Linked DNA regions of Mus musculus: region 1 is linked to region 2. A link is a contact called in public Hi-C data. All regions are on one chromosome and are shown on one strand. The core of a region is the stretch at or near the end of the contact, and the rest is flanking DNA. Distances in the headings are between cores, read along the strand shown. Region 1 holds the start of Msh6 (mutS homolog 6). Region 2 holds the start of Rhoq (ras homolog family member Q).

Region 1 (2,700 bases), core at 19-2,518, 1.0 Mb before region 2:
CTCAGGCAGCGTGCATGCACATGGGCACACATACATACACGGAGGCAAAATACACCTCTGTGTTTACCTGTGTCTGAACTGTGTCCTTTATAGCCAAAGGGAAGGAAAGAAATTAGAGATCCAAAATCATTTTCTCTGCCCCAGGAGCATACGCCAGCTCTTCCTGGTGCCCAAGCTGAAACTCCAGAGTACTGGACTCCAGAAAGAACTCTTTACATTTTAAATAAGTCGCTGCACACTTCTTAATCCCAGCAGAGGCAGGTGGATGTCTGAGTTCCAGGACAGCCAGGGCTACACAGAGAAACTCTGTCTCGAAAAAAAATGAAAATAAATAGATAAAATAAATGTCTCTAGTCGTTCCTACAAACGACAGCCAAATTTACAAAGTGCGAGTACAACTCCAGGCAAGTTTCCCCCAGTAAACCTTCTTGCCCAGGGCTTGCCCAATACTCCGAAGACCCACTAACTGCGAAAAATCTCCCGCACTCTTCCCTCCTGTGAAAAGGTGGGTTAAAAAAAACTGTCGTCCCAAGCCGGAGCGCCGCTTTCACTATCTACAAACTTCCACCTGCAACCCGAGTTTCCTCCCACCGTAGGCTCGCCACCCGGAGGAGCTCCCTGCCCGATCCGATCCGCCCCGCCCCCTCAGGCCGCGGATCGCAGCAGGACACCCACCGTTCCCGCTCCGGCCACTTTGGGGGAGGGTGTCTCCGTCCCCGAGCCTCCCGAGCCTCCCCACCCCCACAGTGGGAGTGCGCTCGCTTGCTCGCAGCGTCCCCCGAGAGTCCCGGGCACCGGCCCCGCTTCTCCCGGGCCGGCAGGCCGCCCCTCCTCCCGCCGCCTGGCACGGAGCAGCCTCCCCCTCCTTCCGGGAGACCCGCGCGCCGCCGCAGCCCCGACCGAGCCGGCTACCTGGGAGGCACGGCCTGCGCGGAGGAGGAGGCCCTCCGCAGCCCTCCGTTGAGATCCTTTGCCTCCGGCGACGAGGCGGATACCGCCGCGGACCGGGACCCGGGTTCAGCCTCGCTCCAGGCCGCATCCCCGCCGCGGGAAGCGGAGGCTCCAGAGGCAGCGGCACCTTGGCGTGAGGCCTCGGCCGCGGCCTTCTTGGTGTCGCCGAGTGCCGGGGACTTGGGGAAGAAGCTGTACAAGGTGCTTTGTCGGGACATGATGAAGGCTGACGGGCAGACCGGGCCACGGCTCCGAGCGCCTACAAGGATCGCATCCACCGCGCGGCCGCCGCTGGCGGGAAAGTCGGGAGGAGGCGCGTCCTACCCGAGCATCCGTAGCCCAGCGGCCAATCCGAAGGCGTGTCGGCCTGCGCGGTGGGCGGGGCCCCGCCCGCGACGTGCCCTGGCGTAGATGGGCGGGGCGGGGCGGGCCCAGCCCCCAAGCTCGGGTTGGCGGGCCTTGAGACTGAGCCTTTGCAAAGCAGTGGAGCTCGCGGTGGCTACCCGGGCAAGTATGCACCAAGAAGACGGAAGTGGCTTGCGCGGTTGCTGGAACGGCGGGGTGCACCCTGCGAGAAGCCGCGTCGAGCTCGCTGCGGAAACACCTGGCCCTGCGGGCGGTCCTGCGGTTGGACTGAAAGGAGCTGAGAAATTGGTTGTTGCTGTCTGCCACGTACGGTGCGTTCGCAGAGCATTGTACAGAGCGGCACTTGTGAATGCCAAGTGCAAGAACAGCTATCCACAAAACCAGCTACCCACAAAACTTTCCTTGGCCCGTCACTGCCTCAACTAGTTTACGCCTTACTATATGAGATGGGCAGTTAAGGTCCAGTCTTATCTGAGCCCTTTAGCATAAGTGTGCAGAATTTTTTATATTTTAGAAACTGAGATTGCTAAGGTAATGTTGAGCGTCAACGCTTGGGCCCTAGCAACCCTAACGAGCTAAACTCCCACTCATCCTCAGTAGTCGAATAATAGAGAAAATAGCAAAAAAACAGATTTTTTTTTCAAAGGGCCACATTAGGAAGATAAAGTTCAGCCCCCCCCCCCCGGAAGTTCATCTTTGGGGGTACTGACGTGAAGTTTTGGTTTAAACCGGGCGACGGGAACCAGAATGGTCTTGTAAGAGGTGGTCTGACCCACCATAATCTCTGCTCCAGACTGTCCTACATGGGGATTCAACGAGCTTCAGATACTTGAGAAATCTCTTTCCAGAAACCAAGTTCTTCCTCTACACTAACTCGAAGCTTTGTCTTACCCCTTCCCACCAAAAAATTCCTGGAGAAATTCCAATTCTTTGGAGTCCATTATTTCAATTGCCTGATAGCCAAAGGGAGCCAAGTGTTTCTCCTCAGAATGTCTTCCTGCCAGGTTGATTACAGGGCGTTTTCGAAAATTGGAGCTCCTATTCAAATTCAAGAAATTGGAGCTGAGCGCGAAGGTGTGTGCCTTTAACCCCATTGTTCCAGGCAGAAGCAGGTGGATCTCTGAGGTCAAGGACAACCCTGGCTACAGTTACAAGACTTGCCAGGGTTTGTTACACGGAGAAACCCTGTCACAAAAAAAAAAAAAAAAAAAAAAAACCAAAACAAAAAAAACAACTAAATCAAGAAGGAGAGAGAGAGAAATTGGGAGACTTAATTCAGCTCTAAGTAAGAATGGACTTAGCTCTGGCTAGCAATACCTTCACTTTGGTAAAAGGGTAAAAAGATTTGCTTTGTTGGACAAAACCAGCTCAGCCTGTAAAGGT
Region 2 (2,700 bases), core at 81-2,580:
CAGTTTCCAAAGGCCCTCCACAGCCACACAGAATTGGCGAGAGATGGGGGTAAGGGAACCGGCCAGAAGCCAAAACACTCACCTGTCCAGCTGTGTCATAGAGTCCCAAGAGGTACTGCTTGCCCCCCACGGTGACGCTGACTGCAAGGACAGAAGTGGGGGGTGGGGAGAGAAGCTCACAGTGATCTGAGATCTAGCACTTTGGCTCCCCACAGTAACCTCCTTTCCCAAATACTGGGAAGCATGTGGGTGCTCCCCAGGAGACAACATTCCCCTTTTATCCGAGTCCACTTCACTGCCAAGTTGCATGAGATATAGGTGTAATGTGGCCCCTGCCATCCACTCCCCCCCCCCCCCAAACCCTGTAGCCACGTCTACTAGTGTTCCCAGATGTTTCCCCTACAGGGGTTTCGGGCAGTAAGGGAAGAGGCAGCTGGAAGGTCAAGAAGGGCGCTCAGGGGACTGAAAAGTGTGGGAGACGGGGCGAAGGGGGAGATAGGAATGGGGTGGGAGTTGCTGCGAGGGGTGGGGTGACCAGAGGCACAGCTTGGGGGGGGGGGTGAAGCCGCCAGGCAGAGGGCACGGCGGGGGAGGGGAGCACGCTCAGGGGAGGCAAGCCAGGGGGCTCAGCCAAAGTTGCTCCAAAGTTCCCAGCCGGGGATCAGCCCCTTAGTCAGCAGGGCAGAGGCGTACCTGCGTAGTGGTCGAAGACAGTGGGCACGTACTCCTCGGGGAAGGCGTCGTTGGCATAGCTCATGAGCAGGCACGTCTTGCCCACCGCCCCGTCGCCGACCACCACGCACTTCAGCATCAGCGCGCCGGGCCCGTGAGCCATGCTGCGGCCGGCCGGCCTCGGGGCATGGTCCCCCCGGAGCCCCCGCCCTGGCCCCGGGCTCAGCCCCAGCCCGCTTGGGGGGTCCGCCGTCGCCGCCGCTCGGCGCAGCAGGGCCGCCCTCCCGGCCCCATGCAGCGGTTCCCCTGACCGGAGGAGAAGGTGCGGCGGGCCCGGGGCGCAGCCGCCGCCGCTTCGATCTCTGCCCCGCTCCCCGCCCTGGCCCGGCTCGCCGCGCCCGCCTGCTGGCCCCGCCGCTCGGCGCCCGAACCCGCTCCCCGGCCCGGCCTCCCCAGGAGGATCCGCCGGATCATAAGACCGTCCGGCCCCAGGGGAGTCGGCAACTTTGGGGAGGGCGGCGGAGGGGAGGGGCCAGGCGGCTCTGCCCGCCCCGCGCCGCTCCGGCCCCCGCCCTCCTGGGCCGGTGAAGGGGGGTGGGGGAGGGCGGTCCGGGCGGCTCCGGAGTGCGGCGCGCCCCGCGCCCGCGCCCGCCGTGCGCTCCTGCCGCTCACCCAAGCTTGACTCCCTGGGAGTCGGGCGCGGAGGCCGAGGAGGAGGCGCCCTGTATCCGGGAGGATGGGGGCTGGGGGAGGGGCTCTTGGGCAGCCGCTAGGAAGGAGCCCAGGGCTCCTCGCGAAAGTGCGGCCAAAGCCCGGAAGCGTCCGCAGGCCCCGGTGCCCGGAGGAGACGTGAAGGCCTTTCGGGGAATCACGACGACTTCCACGGTGACGCAATTCTGCAACATTATACAGATGTGTATATTTAAATTCTGCCTGGAAGGCAGGAGCCATCTCGTCGGCCTGCAAGTGCTCCACGCAACTAGAAATCAGGAACAGCGGCCAAGAGGGTTATAAATATAATTAATAACAATAATTAGAAAGGTGTGCGGAGGCTGGGAGGGTGGTGGGTCTCGGAACTGGAAAACTGAGACTTCTGGCTTATTGCTTGCTCCTCAGCATCACTACCCCACGCTTTTCGCAGCACGAGCTTGAGTCATTTTCTATGAAATCGGTGACTAAGAGATGCAGCATATTGCACCCCCAACCAGCCACAAAGGGGCGAGCCCTTGTCAGGAGACCACAGATGTTATTTGTGCTCCCCCTGGAGGCGACATCGTCCGAGGCTTCCTTTCGCTTCCAAGCGTCTCTCCAAAAGTATTCAATTGTGATCCCTGAGGTATGATGTAGCCTCGCGCTCTGAGACTTGGCCAGTGATTCAGGACCAACCCTGCGCCTCTGTCTGGCAAGTCCGGAAACACTTGTCTGGCCAGGGCCAGTTAGTTGTGTGGCCGAGTGCTGCTTTAAATGTACGGTCTTGGTTCGAAGGCTCACTCTGCGCTGACTGACCCCACACCGCAGCCTACCCCCAAGCTTGCTGACAGGGAAGTCCTTTCCTCTCACCAATTCATAGTGGTAGAAAATGCTGTGTTGAGAGGTGCGTGGGTCACTCATACCCTTGCCCCCGGGATTTAGGTGGGGGAAACTGGGACCAGTGAAGTGGTTACCAAAAGGTTCCCTGTCACTCCCGGTGTTCAAGGGCCACCTGGGGAGATGCCTACTGTGATGCCCTCATTTCACTTCCACGAACCCTGGACGCCAGTTTTCAAGTCATAATCCTGATTTCAATTCGACCAGGAAGATTTCAAATAGTATTTAACGTTCCTTGTGAACGTAGGGGAACATCTCTCCATACCCTGTCCATTGCATTCGAGTGGAGGTACTTGCATTGACTACACTAATAAATCTGAAAGTTACTTCATACATTCTGAAAGGTTAGGAAAGGCACCACACTATCTTGAAGTCAGGTCTTGACACTTTCCCGTGAAGGAGAAGAGAGCAAGGTTTGCTGCTTGCATCACCATTAGCTCT

Evidence for each region. A called contact is a pair of places that touch in the nucleus more often than the background predicts.
Region 1: a contact with region 2 is called in a Hi-C map of B cells, with 7 read pairs. The contact joins the promoter of Msh6 here to the promoter of Rhoq in region 2. A contact is called at or near these places in 2 of 39 promoter capture datasets (the 3T3-L1 cell line and pre-B cells) and 1 of 484 Hi-C or Micro-C datasets (B cells).

Annotation. Positions count from the first base shown.
Region 1 is chr17:87,973,618-87,976,317 of GRCm38.p6, reverse strand. It overlaps Msh6 (mutS homolog 6), which reads right to left and starts at 1,268. Exons shown (of 10, transcript NM_010830.2): 1 at 913-1,268. The coding sequence starts at 1,169.
Region 2 is chr17:86,961,741-86,964,440 of GRCm38.p6, reverse strand. It overlaps Rhoq (ras homolog family member Q), which reads right to left and starts at 1,330. Exons shown (of 5, transcript NM_145491.2): 1 at 694-1,330; 2 at 83-141. The coding sequence starts at 835. LOC115488765 (hapless 2-like) reads right to left here. Exons shown (of 3, transcript XM_030250169.1): 3 at 895-1,568. The coding sequence ends at 895.